Regions from separate parts of the Mus musculus genome. Here all the other regions are linked to region 3. Evidence: chromatin contacts called from public HiChIP or PLAC-seq and promoter capture Hi-C data. All regions are on one chromosome and are shown on one strand. Each heading gives the region's core, a stretch centred on a gene start, on an enhancer-like site or on the middle of the called end of the contact. The rest is flanking DNA. Distances are from core to core; before and after follow the strand shown.

The links. Promoter capture Hi-C pulls out the DNA fragments that hold promoters and counts their contacts. HiChIP or PLAC-seq counts read pairs in DNA pulled down with a chosen protein or histone mark.
Region 1: a promoter capture Hi-C map of 3T3-L1-derived adipocytes shows a contact between it and region 3, with 5 times the contacts expected there. The contact joins the promoter of Rad54l2 here to the promoter of Tusc2 in region 3. A contact is called at or near these places in 6 of 39 promoter capture datasets (3T3-L1-derived adipocytes, hippocampal neurons, liver and 2 more), 2 of 115 datasets of contacts at active chromatin or transcription factors (bone marrow-derived macrophages and memory CD8 T cells) and 1 of 9 other capture datasets (embryonic stem cells).
Region 2: a contact with region 3 is called in an H3K4me3 HiChIP or PLAC-seq map of bone marrow-derived macrophages, with 4 times the contacts expected there. The contact joins the enhancer-like site here to the promoter of Tusc2 in region 3. A contact is called at or near these places in 1 of 39 promoter capture datasets (cranial neural crest) and 3 of 115 datasets of contacts at active chromatin or transcription factors (bone marrow-derived macrophages, differentiating embryonic stem cells and embryonic stem cells).

Annotation. Positions count from the first base shown.
Region 1 is chr9:106,787,888-106,790,587 of GRCm38.p6, forward strand. Rad54l2 (RAD54 like 2 (S. cerevisiae)) reads right to left here and starts at 1,326. Exons shown (of 22, transcript NM_030730.2): 1 at 1,093-1,326.
Region 2 is chr9:106,856,897-106,859,596 of GRCm38.p6, forward strand. It overlaps Dcaf1 (DDB1 and CUL4 associated factor 1), which reads left to right. Exons shown (of 24, transcript NM_001373930.1): 14 at 928-2,191; 15 at 2,685-2,700. Among named protein-coding and RNA genes, the nearest start is that of Rbm15b, 29 kb to the right of the region's middle. Within about 2 kb of position 1,290, at least 13 of the 459 cell types and tissues checked have an H3K27ac peak or open chromatin away from gene starts, as enhancers often do. A contact at or near this core is called in bone marrow-derived macrophages, where this site is marked.
Region 3 is chr9:107,561,990-107,564,689 of GRCm38.p6, forward strand. Tusc2 (tumor suppressor 2, mitochondrial calcium regulator) reads left to right here and starts at 1,266. Exons shown (of 3, transcript NM_019742.4): 1 at 1,266-1,543; 2 at 2,587-2,700. The coding sequence starts at 1,398. It overlaps Rassf1 (Ras association (RalGDS/AF-6) domain family member 1), which reads left to right. Exons shown (of 6, transcript NM_001243748.1): 6 at 1-278. Gm9917 (predicted gene 9917) reads right to left here. Exons shown (of 2, transcript NR_166687.1): 2 at 1-1,924.

The DNA.
Region 1 (2,700 bases), core at 76-2,575, 770 kb before region 3:
TAAAAACAAAATATGAGTCACAATTCAAAAAAGAGGGCAAAGGGGGAAAAAATGAACAGAGAAAAGCTTTAAAGTCAAATACCATTAAGAAATTTGTTACTTAAATGACTGCCGGCGACAGCCACCACACTGACTTTGGAGTAAGAAGGAAAGGTCCACACTGTCCTCTCCTCTAGAACAAATTCATTAAGCCCCCCCAAATACCCATTCCAGCTTCAAAGTCCAGGCATCAACAGTCAGCCACATCCGCCAGCAAGAGCAGTAATCTAACAGATCTGAGTCACACACTCCCCCGCAGTAAGAGGTCATTCTCTAGCAGGAAGCCCACTCTGCAAAGTGCTCTTGTTCTACTCCCAGACAGCCACCATGACCCACATAAAGCCAATTCTTCGACCCCAGAAGCTGCCGGCCATCTTCTCCCTCCCTCCCCAGCTCGCATCGGCCTTTTCCTAACCCAATGCAGCTAACACTACTCCTGTGACAAGTTTCCTACCTGAGAACCACTCTTAACTCGGATACATCTTAGCCGTGAAGGATCCATCTAGCTCCTAGCTCAACTCTTTTGTGCCCAACTAAGCTCGTGCCTTTCCAGGAACTACTCACCAATTACCTCAGAGAAGCTAAACTCTCCATGCCTCTTCTCCCCAAACCCGACTCAGCCTAACAAATTCTCAGACGGCCCGAGGGAGTTCAGAGACCCACACCTATGTCCACTAGGGACCAAGCCACAGGGGTCCCTAAAATTCGAACCACAATCCCTCTCCCTCAAACCACGGCACGGTTTGCCGGTGTTATAATATAACATCAGGAGCGCATAGCCACTGTAGTTCAGTCTCGGTAATTACGACTGCCTTCCTTGACAACGAAATCCCAAAATATCAAGCCACTGAAGTCCCGGGTGGATGCCAAGACCCCCTCCAAGCCTACAGTCACTGGAGTTTCCCAGGTCGGACGCAGCTCCCCCCAAGGCCCAAGCCGCCAGGAGTAGCTTGCTACCCCAGGCTGCTGCACGCCGGGGACTCTGGCCGCGTCCCCATTGTTGCGGGTCCCAGCGGCCCCGGCAGGGAGTAAGGGGACCGCAGGGGCTCTCACCTCCCGTGCCACGGATCCGGGCCGCACCGGACCGGGCTGGGCCGTAGGACCTCGCGTTCTGCCGCACCCTCTTGGACAGTGTCTGCGGCGGCGGGAGCCGGAGAAGCGGCTGAGGCGGGAAGCAGCCAGCCAGGCCCGGGCGCCGCAGGCTGGCTCTGGCCGAGGGTCGGTCTTCTCCGGCGGCGGCGCTCTCAGCCTCCGCTCGCGGTCCGCGCCAGAAAGCTTCCCCCTCCCGGCCCTCTCACCCGGCCACCCGGGCGGGAACACAAGCCACCCGCAGCAAAGTTCCGCTGTGAGTCCTGTTGTTCTTTCCCAGGGAAAGACACTAAACGGCGATTCTTGGGTGAGTAAGGTGTATTTACTACAGAGGACCTTTTCATGAATAAGTGAGACTAAAAAAATAAAATAAGAAATAAAACAAAATCGAAAACAAAAACAATCCCATGCTAGAACCTGCCTGGAACTGGTAGAGCCAACTGAATGGATTTTACTAACTACCAAAAACACACACTTATCAGTACAAATGAGCCTGAGCTCCTACACTTCTCAATTTGGTATTACGTCAAAACATACCGGGAACGAGATAGTGCGGATATGAGGTGTAAATTCGTTGAGGGTGCTGTCAAAAGTCAATGCTACTACAGCTGTAGCTTCCAACAAAAGTTGTTCTTCCTTGAATTGATGCATGCCATTGTAATTCTCGGTCTTCCTCCCTTCCTCCCTACCTGTCCGTGGTTCCTGTTGACTGCAGCTGTCTCCAGAAAACTAGCAGAGGCGACGGCCGAGTTGGGAGGGGGGAGTACTGCGGAGGGGGGATCGCACTCAAACGTAGGTTTCTCCCTGAAGTTGGAGATTGTTATGCTCCACTTTCTTATGAGCTGTATTGTTGTCTCTTTCCACTACATTACCTTGGCTCTCCACCCGCAACCCCCACCACCGCCAAAGTGAATATGAGCGAAAGATGAAAATATTGGGTATGTGGGTCTGGTTTTTTTTTTTTTTAAGTTTTTTTTGTTTGTTAGGTTCATTATTGGTTTTTGTTGTTGTTGTTTTGGTTTTTCGAGACAGGGTTTCTCAGAAATCCACCTGCCTCTACCTCTCAAGTTCTTGAATTAAAGGCATGTGGCACCAGTCCAGTTATTAGAACCATCTCTCAAATTACAAAAGTTTAAATATGTACAGATAATAGCCCTATAAATGACCAGAGGGACAAAAATGAGACCAGAGACTCTAAAGGAGCCTTACTTATTATCTCTCTTCACATAAGTGAGCTTATATGAAGAACTTATTTCTCTTTCATAACTGAGCTTGGAGTAACAGGAGCCAACAATGGCTCCCCGCCCTCCCCCACCGCCGTCCCGTTCCCCCCTCCCTCCCCGTGATAGAAGTTTCTTCTATTCTTTCCTCTCAGGAAGCCACTGTTCTGAAACATATAGATGGCTATTGATGGCTCTTCATTCAAATAAACTTAAAAGAGCTGGGCAGTGGTGGCGCACGCCTTTAATCCCAGCACTTGGGAGGCAGAGGCAGGTGGATTTCTGAGTTTGAGGCCAGCCTGGTCTACAGAGTGAGTTCCAGGACAGCCAGGGCTACATAGAGAAACCCTGT
Region 2 (2,700 bases), core at 40-2,539, 710 kb before region 3:
CTAGTAGAGCAGTCAGTGCTCTTAACCGATAAGCCATCTCTCCAGCCCCTGTCTTTTCCCTTTTTAAGAGTCTTCCTTTGCCAGGTATGGTAGTGCATACTTTTAATCCCAATACTTGGGAGGCAGCGGCAGGTGGATCTCTGAGTTGGAGGTCAGCCTGGTCTACAGAGTGAGTTTTAGGACAGCTAGTGCTGTGAAGAGAGAGACTGTCTCAAAAAACAAAACAAAAAGGAAACCAATAAAATAGAACACAAAGGTCACCATTTTTCTCTTTCTTAGGCTCTGTTTTAGTTCCATTCCTTTTCTAGTGGTGAGTTGTTTTTGAGACATGTTCTTATTCTAGTCCATGCTGGCCTGGAGTTTACTTTTAGCCCAAGCTTGCCTTGAAATTGTTAGTATCTTCCTGTCTTGGCTTTCTGAATACTGACATCCTAGATATGTAAGTTTTTCTTCTGTTTCATTTTAATTCTAGATTTTATATGTGAATTATGTTATTTTATATCTTGAGATCCATCTATTTTCTTTTTTTCCTATTTACATTTTATTATTTGTTTTGTGTGTGTTCTTGCACACTCTGGTGTATGTGTGGAGGAAAAGAGGGTAACTTACTGGAGTAAGTTCTGTCCACAAATGTCAGTTCTTAGGCTTGATGCCAAGAGCTTTTTAGCCAATAAGCCATTTTGCCCACCCTGTCTGTTTTCTTGTAAAATAACATAATTTCATTTTTTTTTATTGCTGAGTAAGATTTCTTTGTGCATAAGGTTTGTCCATTTGTCTGTTGATGGATGCTTGTACTGATCCCATAACTTGGCTGTTGTTAATAGTGCACACTAAAGATAAATGTATAAACTGTTCCTGTAATATCTTGACATGAGTCTTCTAGCTATTAGTTTTATGAGGAATAATGTAATTTTTCCTATGTTATAGGTATCAGCATTATTTTGGGCGTGGCTGAGGGTGAGTTCTTTATCCATGATGCTGAAATTCAGAAGTCAGCACTTCAAATTATCATCAATTGTGTATGTGGTCCAGATAACCGAATATCCAGTATTGGCAAATTTATTTCTGGAACTCCTCGGAGAAAGCTGTCTCAGACTCCCAAGAGTAGTGAGCATACTCTGGCCAAGATGTGGAATGTGGTCCAGTCCAACAATGGCATCAAGGTGCTTCTGTCCCTGTTGTCCATCAAGATGCCCATTACAGACGCAGACCAGATCCGGGCCCTGGCCTGCAAAGCCCTTGTAGGCCTGTCTCGAAGTAGCACTGTTCGACAGATCATCAGTAAACTTCCCCTTTTTAGTAGCTGCCAGATTCAACAGCTGATGAAAGAGCCTGTGCTGCAGGATAAGCGTAGTGACCATGTCAAGTTCTGCAAATACGCTGCTGAGCTCATTGAGCGTGTATCAGGAAAGCCTCTTCTCATTGGCACTGATGTGTCTCTCGCACGACTGCAGAAAGCAGATGTTGTTGCTCAGTCGAGGATCTCCTTCCCTGAGAAAGAGCTGCTCCTGTTGATACGGAACCATCTCATTTCTAAAGGGCTTGGAGAGACAGCAACTGTGCTGACGAGAGAGGCTGACCTGCCCATGACTGCTGCCTCACATTCTTCTGCCTTCACCCCAGTGACTGCTGCTGCTTCTCCTGTCTCTCTTCCCCGGACCCCTCGGATTGCCAACGGCATTGCAAGTCGACTGGGCAGCCATGCTACTGTGGGTGCTTCTGCCCCTTCTGCTCCCCCTGCCCATCCTCCACCACGGCCCCCCCAGGGTTCATTGCCTTTGCCTGGCCCATCATATGCAGGCAATTCCCCTTTGATTGGTAGGATCAGTTTTATCAGAGAGAGGCCATCACCGTGCAATGGCAGGAAAATTCGAGTGTTGCGGCAGAAGTCGGACCATGGTGCATACAGCCAGAGCCCTGCCATAAAAAAACAATTGGATAGACATCTTCCTTCCCCACCTACGCTGGACAGTATCATCACAGAGTATCTTAGAGAGCAACATGCTCGATGCAAGAACCCCGTTGCCACCTGTCCTCCTTTTTCTCTCTTTACTCCTCATCAGTGTCCTGAACCAAAACAGAGGCGGCAAGCGCCAATAAACTTTACCTCAAGGCTAAACCGCAGGGCATCATTTCCAAAATATGGAGGGGTAGATGGCGGATGCTTTGATAGGCACCTTATCTTTAGCAGGTAAGGAGAGGTTCCCGGAATTCCTTGGGATGATTCTTTTATTTAAATCAGTGTTTGGTCAGTATCATCCCTGAGTCATTAGTTAAAGTCATTTGCTGGCCTGAAGATTAACTGAGTGTCCTTTATGTGCTGTATGAACTAATCAGTCAGTTATGGGTTATTTAGATTCTCGGCAGTAAGATCTCTTTGCTGTCGTCACAACCAGTAGGTTGTTTTAGCCATTTCTCAAACTTGCCTTTTGTGCCAGCCATGTTTCCTTCTGTGTGATTCTTTATAAATCATAGGTACAGATCATGGGTCTACACACTTTCCACAAGTCTTTTTTTCATTGAGAATTTAAACTATTGAATGTCACTCTAATGCTTTAGAATCCACTTTTTATTTGAAAGGCTTCACATTTTGAAACAAAATACCATCTAGCAAAATTTTGTGTTTCAGAGTTCCCGGACATGCTTTATTCTGATTTATGCTCTTCCCCCAACCCCTCGTTTAGATTTCGTCCGATTTCA
Region 3 (2,700 bases), core at 16-2,515:
CTTCCAAACAAACACCCTGGGGTCAGAGAGGGCTGGCCAGTACAACAACTACAGTGGCTCAGTCAGTGCCTCCTCTAAGGGAAAGGTTGCTGGACCAGACCCTCTTCTTGTTTGCCAAAGCCAGAGTCTCCCTCAGATATTTTTGATGGAAGTGTATGAATGTATGTAATGTTTTGTGGCCTCAACTGAATGTGGGGAAGGGATGGGGGTGTGACAGTCATCATCAGGGCCTGATGCCTGAGAGAATTGGCTGAATAAAGATGTAAGAATTTTTCTGGTTTTGGACTCTATAGATGTGGGCCCCCAGTCGGGGTAACACCTAATGAAAGACTGCCAACAAAGATTGACACATCCAGAGTGCACCCTCTCCAAGGTCGCAGTGGGACCAATATGTTCAGGAAATGTATGCCTGTGGATTCAGGTGTCTTTCAACCCTCCAGGGCTCAGGTCATGAAGAGACAAGAATAAGCTACAGTTACTACACAGGAAACTTTTTTCTCCAGGCCAACTCAGAGAAACCATAGCAGTAACCCCTTCTCCAAAAAACTACTCGTGGGTCCCACACTTCACATGCTACCAGGGGAAAGCTGGTAATAATTATTTTCCTGAAGAATGTTCTCTGGTGAACTTACAACACTTAGTTTAGGTTCCTTCAGACCTCAAATATACTCTTAAGAAATTGATCAAAAAAGTTTTAAAAAGAAGTTTGGCTCCCTGTGCGGTTGGTCACTCCTTTAATCCCAGTATTCGGGAGACAGGCATTTGAGCGTCAGCCATTTATACATGGCAAGTGCCAGGCCAGCTAAGGCTACATAGTGAGACCCTGTCTCCAAAAGAAAAAAGAAAACAAAAACATTAAGCAAGATCCGTAGTTTCTTTACAGGCAAATGTGACAACTGCAAAGACACAGTTGTGAAAACAGCCAACCTTAGCCTCAGACAGGCCTAAGGTCCCTTAGGGGTGGAGGGGTGACCTAATTGACTATTGCTACTGGGCCGGAGTTTTGGGCGTGTCAGGGACGTAGAGACAACTATACCGGGTCCGACCTTAAAGTCAACAACAACACATTACCTCCGCCTTTCTGGAAGGGAGCTGTCCCAGCTGACCCTTGGGACCCATAGGCTTCTGGGACCTGGAGGCAGCGCATCCTGTGGTGGTCAGCCTCTGAGAGTGGCCATTGGTTCTACACCACAGACTGACGAGACCTTTAGCCACTCAGAGGAGGCACCGTGCAGGACGCGCGGAAGCGGAAGTGAGGTTTCCGTGGAGACAGCAGAGCCTGCGGAAGGCGGCGGCGGCGGCACCTGCGAGTGGAAGCTGGGGCAGGGCATGGTCGCGCCCGCCGCGCTGTGAGAGCGGAGCGGCCGCTGGGTCCGCCATGCGCCCGCGGCGCTGACATGGGCGCCAGCGGCTCCAAAGCTCGGGGCCTCTGGCCCTTTGCCTCCACTCCGGGGGGCGGCGGCCCAGAGGCGGCAGGCTCCGAGCAGTCTCTGGTGCGGTCTCGAGCCCGAGCAGTGCCTCCCTTCGTATTCACGCGCCGCGGGTAAGGGCATGGGTATCTGCCTTTGGGAGGACATCCGGGAATGAGAAACGCCCCCCTACATTTGAATCAGACGACTGTCATATTTTGGGTCCCAGTCAAAGCAAGGAGAAGGGAAAACCAAGCGGCGTTCAGCTCTTGACCGCCCAGATGGTCTTTTTAGAGAATTGCCTGAGGTTCGTCTCTTAGGGAGCAGCTCCATAATTCAGCTAAGACGGCCTCTAAGAGTCTTAAAACCTCCCTTTCATCCAACTCAGCCTGCAAATTAAAGGCATTTATGTCCCTTCTGTTCTTCTAAGCCTTAGAAGAAATCTAAGGGAAGATGACCTTCTGTTTAGGTGTCTTGCCTTCCTCACTGTGAAGTTGGACCTCCGAGAATAGTGTCTGGAAAAGCAGAGAAAGGCGTCAGTGTTGAAGGTGGGGCCACAACAAAAAAAGTGCCCTCAGCCAGTTGGGTTCTCTAGATCTGGAACACTAACCTAACCTTCTTTTTTCCCAGGTGCTCACACAAAATGGCCTGGACCTAGTGAGCTCCTAGGGACTGGCATTCCCTGTGATGGAAATTTGACCGTAAATACCAGAAAGACCCAACAGTGTCGATTAGACAGTGCCAGCCACTGGGGAATGACTTGGAGTGCAGCCTTCTGGGCTCAGACATCCACCATCTTGGTCTTTGGCCCTGGACCAGCAGTGTCTTTAGAAGTGAGACCAGTATGCCCAGGCCACTACCCCACCCACTCCATAAATAAGCCCTAGGTGAAGGGCCTGCTACTAGAATCATGACCTTTGTGAAACAGACCAGTGGTGAGGACTAACTTTAGTTGCCTAGAGAGGGTGCTCTGATGTGACATCCTGTTGGTATGACAGGGCAACAGTGGCCTTGTCACACTGCCTGCTTCCCTCCGGGCACCAAGCAAAGAGTTCTTCCACGGAGAACGCACGTTGTGCGTCTTCTCTTGGGGTTCAGCGTACTTCCCTGTGGTCTGTGGCCCTTGCCAAGGCCAGGGATGAGGCTCCAATCCAGCCTGTTCCCCTTCTCTCCACAGCTCCATGTTCTACGATGAAGATGGAGATCTGGCTCACGAATTCTATGAGGAGACAATCGTCACCAAGAATGGGCAGAAGCGAGCCAAGCTGAGGCGGGTACATAAGAATCTGAT